Linked DNA regions of Rattus norvegicus: region 1 is linked to region 2. Evidence: chromatin contacts called from public Hi-C data. All regions are on one chromosome and are shown on one strand. The core of a region is the stretch at or near the end of the contact, and the rest is flanking DNA. Distances in the headings are between cores, read along the strand shown. Region 1 overlaps Gmds (GDP-mannose 4, 6-dehydratase). Region 2 has its middle 150 kb from the start of Gmds.

Evidence for each region. A called contact is a pair of places that touch in the nucleus more often than the background predicts.
Region 1: a contact with region 2 is called in a Hi-C map of the A7r5 cell line, with 3 times the contacts expected there. The contact joins two enhancer-like sites. A contact is called at or near these places in 4 of 12 Hi-C or Micro-C datasets (the A7r5 cell line, the Rat2 cell line, frontal cortex and 1 more).

Annotation. Positions count from the first base shown.
Region 1 is chr17:32,417,581-32,422,621 of GRCr8, forward strand. The region is part of intron 4 of Gmds (GDP-mannose 4, 6-dehydratase); the gene reads left to right. Among named protein-coding and RNA genes, the nearest start is that of Gmds, 120 kb to the left of the region's middle. Within about 2 kb of position 3,306, at least 23 of the 93 cell types and tissues checked have an H3K27ac peak or open chromatin away from gene starts, as enhancers often do.
Region 2 is chr17:32,156,546-32,161,614 of GRCr8, forward strand. No RefSeq gene overlaps it. Among named protein-coding and RNA genes, the nearest start is that of Gmds, 150 kb to the right of the region's middle. Within about 2 kb of position 1,661, at least 8 of the 93 cell types and tissues checked have an H3K27ac peak or open chromatin away from gene starts, as enhancers often do.

The DNA of each region.
Region 1 (5,041 bases), core at 2,056-4,555, 260 kb after region 2:
GCATGAGCATGCCAATGATACTAAAATAAGTTAGTATACAGGGAAAGTAGGAATGTATAGAATTAACATCTGAAATGATCATATTTTTTCACTTATTATATATTAGCATATAATAATAACACTAATCTGCATATACTAAATTGATAAAAAAAATTGAGGAAATTGTTACTCTATCACATGGAATTCCTGAATGAAATCAAAGCAACATAAATCCTCTAGTTTGTTAGCACATTGTTAATATTAAAATAACTCAGGCCTGAGGAGCAAAGCACTATGGTTGAGAGAGAACCATCCCTGCAGCCTTGAAAGCGTAAGGGTCCGTGTTGTTTATATCTAGACTGCTGCGCAAGCATGCTCCATGCACGCTTCTGTTTGCGTGAACGTTTCTCGGGAATGTGACTCCTTTACAGAGGATGCAAGGTAACATGAACAATGTCTCCGTCGGTAGGGACAAGCCTATACTATGGCCAAGGACAGTCGCCTTTTGTTTGTTCTTGTTCTGTAGCCCTCTTTTCATTCTGAATATTGTTGTCCCCTCTTCTTTATAGGCACAGTTCTTTTGATACTTAAAATACTTGGTAATCACTTCATTACAAAGAAAACTTATGATAATGTTTTTTCATGTTATAATTTAACATTAGTGTTTGTACTATATAAACTGTCATAGCATGAATATGGCTGATCAGTTTCAGTATGTCTAGGATGAAATTTGGTCTTTAAAACCCTCTATTGATGAGGATAGGTAGCTGTGTACACTGCGGGTGGGGGTCTCTGCTTGTTTCTGGCTCACATTCTTCTTGGAAGCCTGTTACAGATTTAAGCAATTGAATTCAAATCTAAAACCACTTAAAAAGTCCTTTATAGTCCATTAAGAATTTTTATGGGAGAGAACACTCTATGAAAGTTCTCCGTTCCTCGTTCAAACAGATTGTTCTGCTTTATTGGATCGAGGTGGGATTGTAATTTTGATAACAGCTAATAATGTTTGGAATTTTGTATATAATTAATGGACCACACAAAGGTGTGTTTGTTAGCTTTTCCAGCCTTAATCTATTTACAGTAGTAGCTTTTTTGCTAAACAAGATCAAAAGAAGTATTTTAGTATTGTAACAACTTATGCATATTAAGCTGAAATTAATTAAAATTGTTAAATGCTTATGTGCATCTTAATGTTTATATCCAGGTGATTTTGTAAATTCTAATGGGAAGAAATGTTAAGTCATTAGTAAATATATTGTGAATGAAACCATTTCTTTTCCTTTTGTGATGAATGGAAACAGATTTTAGAATTCCTAATTAGATAAGTGTATACACTCTCAGATTGGTGTCTGTGTTTGAAGAATTAAGCTCCTCTTTAAAAGACCTAATAGAACCTGGTTTTAGGCACAGTCCTCACTTTATCATTTTAGTATGTGTTGTGTTTATAAAATTTATTTTGTTAAAGTTGAGTCCTTAAAATTAGAACAAAAAGATAAAATGAGACCTTTTCTAATTCAAAGAATCTTAATGCATAAGGAGTTTTTATTATTTCGGTTTCTATGTAAATACTGATACTTTGTCAGTGCCAGCAACAAGAAACTTTTTGTACTATATGGTGTGTACTTTTAAAACATTAATATCAACGAGTAATAGACATAATTGTTATTAAATGATAACAACCTTATATCTTTTGCATGTTTATTTTCTAATATGCAGTTAGTTAGAATTGTTTTGTTTAGAAGACTGTGAAGCGTTGCTTGGTCTCTTATAATGGCTAAGTCCATCAGAATAGTACTTGTAGAACTCTTTGGAGATTGGTACATTTCATTATGAACTAAGTTATATGCAGTCACAGTACTAATGAGTAAAGTGAAATTTTACAGAGGTGCTGTTGGAAAGTTATAAAGAATGGGCGAGTAGAGTGGAAGGAGCAACATTAGGGCTTTTCATCGGGCCAGCACCTTTCTCTCTGCTGCTTTTCTCCTTTAGCAATCAATAATATCAACAAACCAGACCTCCGACTTTCAAAGGATGTTCTTTAGGACAGTCCCTCGTCCTCACTGTCAGTCGCCCTTCTTTCCTATGGATACATTGAGGAGAGGCTGCTTTTACTTGTGTCCTCCCCCCACAGCACTGGCCACGGAGGATGAGTCTGCTGTGCATTTGTTAGCATCATCCACAGCCAGGCTGAGAGGTTCTGGTCGACTCCTCTGCCTTTTCTGGGGAGGAGCATTTCAGTGTAGATTAGCACTGGTTAAAATGGTTATTATACCACAGTATTTGTTTTTACTTCACAAGAGAAAATACTACTTTTCTTTTTACCTTATATTAAAATTTTGGCTAAGTGGTCATTTATCCTGTTACTTGGCAAGATATTTAAATGGCAATTTTGATTAAAATTAACTTATTTTATTGAATTTATTTACTTAAGTTTCTTCAGTATCTCAGTTTTTACTTTTATTTTTCAATTGTTAACTATGTAAATGTTATTATATTAATTAATAATTTTTAGTATTTGTAATGGGAGAAAAAGTATTGACTATAATAAAAATATTTTGTTAATATCCACATTGAGAAAACAACTATTGGCTACAATAAAAATTAGATGCATTAAATAATGCACCTTTGCAAGTCATTGTTAATGGAGTTGGTTCACAGGAAGTCCTAGAAATTCCCAGCAAGTTTCTCCTCTTGAGTAGGAAGGCTGTCCTTTATCTAGATGAGAGACAGGATTATTCCTTTAGGGACCCAGGAAAGTCACTGCCACAGGATGCTTGTTATGCATTTTTGTACACATAGATGGCAGCAAAGTGTCACAGACAAGGGTCCAGCCTTGAATTTAGAATGAAAGATGAGTGACAATACACACTGATTTCCATCAGCTTAGCTCCCTGGGTTCTTTGTGTGAGTAAATCTAAAATAAGAAAGAAAGCTACTATTGATAACACACGAGTATAGCAGGATGGAAGAAGCCGTGGGGGCTGTAATACACTGAGTTTCTGACAAATCCCAGGTGGAAATCTCAATTTTTTCAGGTATGTCTTCCATCGTAAGATGACTAGAAGCAGCTTTGAGATTGTTCGTGTCAGAATAAAAAGACAGAATGGTGGTAAGGGAAGAGGGAAGTAAAAGAGAAACCTTATGAAAGTCTCAGCGGCAAGAAATGGCCTGCTGCCTGTGAGTACTGTGGGGTTTGGCCTGCATGGCTCCTTTTTAGTTAAGCAAGTTACAAAGAGGAAATGTCAGTCCACGAATCAGGCAAACATTCCATGGGAACATTTGCTCAAATGTCAGCATTTTAGAAAATAGAACTGCAGTCTATTACGGCCCAGTCCCCAGGCTGGATTTTCTATTAAATACACAAGTACAAATGTGTTTGTTCAGAACACGTTCTCAATTAACAAGTCATTTTATGCCTTAATTAGCATTCCTATATAATGACATAATCACTGTAGAAGATGACAGTCATCATTATAATTAATATTTAATATGTGTCTGGCTCTGACAACCTTTCTGTGCGTTCTCACAAACTTCTAGGCAATTTTCAAATTTTAGAATTGTATTTTGTAAAATCAGAGAAAGGAGGAGTTAAGGAAGTAGAAGCGAACTTATTAGAGACTCCAATCTGGAAGTTAGGTACAGAAGGGCATTTTGTAACAATGTAACAATTGAATCACGGTGGTCTTTTCTCCTTACAAACACTGCTTAAAGAATCGGCAATGTTGTTCACCAAACATTTCCCCCACTTTTTTTTAAATCTCCTCAGGCAATTTGGTATCATAGACTAATCTCTCTGTCACAAATTGAATCTAAAGGTGTATATAACAACTTGCTTAAATGCAGTATCTGGCAAGTCTCTCTTGTGACAGCAACTTATTTCTCACATAATTATTTTCTTAGTAAATTTGATATCTTAACAACCCCTTCCCTCATTTCTGAGTTCAAAAGTAACACTTAATATAATTTATTTCTCATAGTTAATAAAGGCTTACTTGAGAGTCTTGCAGTTCACCCTCTAGCTGCCTCAGCCGAGTGAGGTCAGGAGGGAATGTGGTGGCCAGGGTGAAGGTGGTTTCCAGCATCACTTTGCTGGGGACTGTAATGGCCTCAATGGGGTTTTAATGATGCATAAAACATATTTTGGCTGTTGCTTGTTAATGATTAAATGAGTTTGCTCTGCCACATATTGGTAGAAAAGATATGTACCTAGGTAGTTTTTCTCTCTTAAACTATCTACTGTGTTAGCTTTAATTTGTATGCACAGGCAGGTACGTGTTAACTCTGTTTTTAGCACTGCTACATGAACATAAAAACTACACAAATTTTGATTTGTATACTTGTAATTATTTGATAACTTTAAATAATTTAGTAAAATTTAATAAGGTGAATTTTTGTCATCCTACCATGTTTAAAAATCAAAGTTTAGGTTGTCATATACAGATTCTTTTGTAAGCTATTGAAATACCAACTTTAAAGTTAATGAACTTTAGATTACTATATGCTACTTGAAAAATAACTTTTAACCAGACTATTATATTTTTTAGGCAACTGCCTTCCTTTTGTATGTTTAGCTCATTTGGCAGACATTAGGTTAAGGCTATGGGCTTTTTCTTATTAGAATGGTATCATACATATTATTTATTTGACCTTTTCTTTGCCATGGTTTTCATAAAAAGGACAGGATTGCAACATCACTTCCTCAAACTCTTTGGTTTCAAAAGAATCATGTTGCACACAGCCACATATGAGTGATTTGTCTTGCTTACTAACAGAAGAACATTGTTCTCTACCTAAATCAAGCAGCTGATTTTATTAATGTTAGCATTGGTATATTAATTTTCCTTAATAATATTTTATATTTTATACATACATTTAAATGTTGAGTAATTAATAAAATACTTTTGATTTTTTTATAATCTTTTCAACGTACTTTTTAAAAGGGTACATTTTATAAATAACTTTTGATGTTTCTTTTCCCAAATAAAATGGGATTTATATGAGGTATAAAGGAAGATTTCTATGTTTTATTGGCAGCTTGTAACAAACTTTAATTTAAGACCAC
Region 2 (5,069 bases), core at 411-2,910:
TAAGATGCTACCAGCTTCTTTCTTTTACTCAGCAGACTAAAAAGCCACCCCTGACATTCAGTGCACTGATCTGGCAGTGACCTTAGCTTGATCTAACAGTGTCTTCTGAGTCTGAGAATCTGAACTCCATCCAAATATACCGAGTAATGATTCTCCCCTAACACTTCACATGCCACTGTAGCAGAAAAAACATTTACCAACAGACCAAAACTAACTACTAGTCTGTCTCGAATGGGACATCACGCATTTTCTTGAATTAAACAGACTTAGACAACAGTAAACTTCAACAGGTAGCCCACCCTCCCAAATCCTTCCTTATAATGAGGCATTGATGGAACACTTTGGGAACTCATTTTGCCACCAACACTAACTAAAATGTCACCAACAGCACTGGTCTAGTAGAAATAACATACTCTAGAATAAAAGACTTAGACAAGTACTTCAGGCTTATGACATACAAAATGCAAAGGGTTTATGAAACCCACACGTCTCTAACACTTGGTGTTTACTCAGAATCACGGTTAGAATACTAGGTGACCCCAGAGGCCAGCCTAAGTGGTAGTAGTCACCCTGGGGAGGAGGCATTGTTCCCAGACTTCAGTGAGTATAAAATAAACAGACATTTCTGCCCTGCCAGATGGACTGGGTAGAGGGCACAGCAAATGATTAGATGCTATGGGACCTGAGTCCACCCTCATCCAGCTCCCGGGCTGGCTGCTGAGATCTACAGTAGATCTTTCTTTCCTTTTGTCTGTCATGATCTGCAGCAATATAAGAGAGGAGAACAAACACGATAAAGAGCCTTACATCCTTTGTGTCGATGTCTTGCTAAAACTCACTGAAGAGGATTTTCAATCCCTTTCCTAATCCCCACCCAGAGTTAGCATACACTTCATATTGTTTTTGTTTTTTTAGAAAACTAATGGTCCAAGCCCAGCCCATCGCTCCTGTTGATAACCTCATACCTGTGCTTACAACAGTCAGGGGACCCACCTCTAATTTGACAAACCTACTTAAACTCCCCGCTCCGGCTTTGTCGGCAAGAACCACAAAAGTCTGCATTCCCTTTAGCAGACAGTGGAGGGCGATGTTGTACCAACATGCTTCCACACATCAGCCTCTCGGGAAACTTCCTTTCCAAGGGAAAAGGGCTCTTTCCCACAGTAATATGAACATGATGTACGATAATGAAAACAATAACTACACCAACATATTTTCCCCAGAAGATCTTTTTTATTTGTTCAGAGTGTGAACGGAGGACCCTATAACTGTGAGATACTGAGATAAATGAATGGGTTTCTGAAAAGGGTAGAAAGTATCGAAAATACTTTCAAGATGGGCTTCCCAGACCTTGTAACTTGATGATTTTGACTACTGTGTATTAGGAATCTCATTACAAACCATTGTTCAGTAGTTTAAAGATAATATAACAGCAATAAAATAGGGAAACACCAAGATTGACATCTGGCCACAATCACCCTGGTGTTGTAAATGAGACTCGCTGACTGCGTTTCTCCCGGCACAAAGCTGGCAAGAATGACAGAAAGATACACTTCTAAACAGAGAGCTCTGACAGCTGAATGTTATTTTCAACTGCTGCACTTAAGATCTTCCTAGCCACTTCTTCATTTTCCTCCCTGAAGCCTAAACTCAGAAGACCCAAGTTAATTCCTGCCTTTTCCGTTCCCACAGCAAACTTGCTTCTGCTCAACAGAGGCTTCTTTGTAGTTCCTTGCTAGTCTGGTCGGATACTGCTCCACACCACACAGGTAACTTAATAAATCAATTTAAGAAGCACAGGCAAGTTTATGGCATGCTCAGAATATTCTAGAAGAACAAGCAGAGAAAGCTGGCTTTAATTCAAGCACACTTTCATAATTCCTAGGAGGCTTGCCAGACAGAGTACAGGACGAGTACTTCAATTTGGTTTTCAGATAAATAAGATTATTTTTAGTGTAAGTATATCCCCGTGCAATCTGTGAGCCACGCTTAACACTTCAGAAGTATCTGTTGTTTATCTGGAACTCAAGTTTAGTTGCGCTTCCACTGGAAGGAGGGGCATTCTCAGGTAGCCTCGGTACCAAATCGAGCAGGACTGCTCTATACAGTCACTACCGAGCTTTGAGTTCGGTCTCCGTGTGTAAAGACGAAAAGAGAAGCCTGTGAGTTTACATGCATTTTAAAAAGGGCTTGCTGTTCAGGTTTGGGGAGAGATAGGAAGCAGGTCTATTTTTCCCTTCGTTATTCAGAGAGTACACAGCTGCCAAGAGCCTAGTGGAGACAATTTAGATGATTTAATATTTGTAATGGTTTGAATGCAAAATGTCGCCCCATAGGCTAGGTTTCAAATGTTTGTTTCCCTGCTGGCAGTACTATTTAGGGCGGCTGTGGAATATTTAGGAGGTGGGTCCTGGCCAACAAAAGTAGGTCGCTCAGAGTAGGCTTTTCTCGTTATACCTGGCCTCTAGGTCCTGCTTCCTTGTCTACTTCCTGCTACACCATAATGATGAGCAGCTTCTGCCACAGCTCTTGTGGCCATGGGCTGAGCTGCTCCGCATACCTTCCCTGTCCTAGCCTTAAATTGATGGAAACCGTGAGCCAAAATGAGTCGCTCCTCCCTTCCGTGATTGCTGTCAGGTGTTGTGGCCATCACAATGCCGAAATAACTAATCATTCTATTTAGTCAACTTGACTGGAGAGCCGTGTCTGCAGGAACCACGTGTAGCAGCTAACGGATGTGACTTCAGCCCAAGTCACAGAAAGAGAATCAAAAGCATGTCTGCCCTTCCTCCGAACACGGGGGGCAGAGCAAATAGTCCACCTCAAATAACATTGTCTGTGATGTCTGCAGCTCCTGAGCTTCGTTTCTGTGGTGATGGGACAAGGAGCCAGCCTATTCCAGAGGTCAAGTGAACGAAGCATTCAAGCATGTTCCTCGTTTCAGATGACAGCAAACAGAAGGCAACCTGACAAGCACGGCGCTCTTGCTCTAAGTTACGTTTCTTCTCGACGTGAAAGCAGAGAGAAGGGAACCCTTGTTCACTGTCGGTGAGCCTGTACCCAGAGTAACCATTATGGAAAACCATTCACCCTAAAAGTTCCTAAGAATTAAAGGGCAGAGTAACCCTATGGTCCAGCAATACTTTTCTGCGTATGCATCCAAGGGAGCTGCAGTCAATATGTCTGCTGTCTCTGCCCTGGTATTCGCTGCAGCATGGTCTGAAGTAGCCAAGTGATAGAACTGAAACGAAGTGTCTGTGGACAGGTGGGTAGATGAAGAAAGTGATATATGTATACACATATCATATATACACATATGCATTATCCTTAGACATTTCTGTCACTTATAGCAACATGGATTAACCTGGGGACATTATGTTAACTGAAATAAACCAGATACAAAAAGAGATCAACTGTTTGATATCAATTATATTTAGGATTCAAAATAATCTCTTGGTAGAGCGCACAGTGGTGACTTCCAGGAATGGGAGAGGCAAGAAGGGGTAGGGAGGTAAGAGTGCTTGGGAACAATTCTCAGCTGGGCAAAAAGAACAGATTTGTAAGGTCTTTGGCCCAGCATGATGGTTATAGTTATGATAACATGTTACTGAGTATGTGAGGAAAGAGTATGTTAATTCTTTATTTAATCACATACCTTACCCTGCACAAAATGTGTGTAATTATATTTTGTCAATTTAAAATAGAATTTTAAGTGAATAAAGTTTTAAAACACTTGAAAATAATTTTTTCTAGATTTTTAAAACTTAAGCAGACAGACAAAAATATTAGACTTTCATTATCATTTTTCTTTTTTCTTTGCAGTTCTGGGAATTGAACCCAGAACATTATATGCATCAAAAAAGAAAGAAAGGAAGGAAAAGAAAAATCTTTACCATTGAGCTATAATGTAGTCAGTCTTCTTTTTGAAAAATAAAAATGATTCTCAACCTAACAGAACCAGAGTCACCCAGGGCCTCTGCATTGTGAAAGCTGTCGTTGTTATTGTTGTTCCTACACAGAAGACATGTAAATCAAGGAGCACAAAACCCATGAAACACTAGTAACTAATACTACAACCTTCATGGGCCAATTAACTATAAATTAAGCATGCTGTGATGTGTCTGAACTCATGACAGTAAGAAAGTCTAGCACTGTCACAGAATGTCTTCAGTCTCAGGAAGGCGAGGGTAAAGAATGGACATTTATAGAGCTTTGAGTTCTGAGTACAGGTTGTTTTAAGGGAGGTCTTTCAGGGCAACACACTGCACACAGGTATATGAATCATGACTTGGGGTTGGTGGACTTAGTGGAATGATTTTTTTGAATGAGTAAACTGATACCCTAATAAGTAGGCTTTTTACCCAGGAGAGCAGATTTTGTTTTTCCTAATACATGATTGGGGGAATTTCTTGAAGCAAACAAGAAAATTAACCTTTGATTTCAGCCTTATCTGCCTTGTACCATTTCTTGGAACAAACAGTGTAGTCATCCTGACGTAGGTGGGCCCAGGTTTGTCTTCAAATGGCAACCTTGGGTTTCAGTGCAGTGCAAATGCCCAGTTGTTACTTAGTGAACACCTACTGTATGTCAAGCTCCTCTCACATTTCATATACAATAGTGGCTTTGATGTTCCTATTGCTTGACAAGGAAACAAGCCTCAAAGATACCAAGTCATCCACAAAAACCCTCTTGGGTCAATCACCAATTAGCGGCCTCGGATTTATAATCCTTTCCATTTTTTTTAAAAAGAGTTTATATCTATCTTATTTATTATAGTATAAAAATACTTTATTCACATAGATAAATACCACTATGAACATAGGTGCTATAGAAACATGATAATTATTAGCAATACTAAAGCTGGTTGAAATGAAGTAGTTAAATTTTGTCCACTAAGATTGACAAACAAAAATATCGGCTCTGACACAGACAGAACTGAGACTTGCTTCAAGCTTTTCACCTCAATCTTCAGCAATTATTGGAACTAAAGGATGTAAAGCTGTCTTCCTTGGACCTCTGACTGGAACCTTCCCTGCTTTGCAATGAGGAACAGTTTCTCCCAGAAGTTC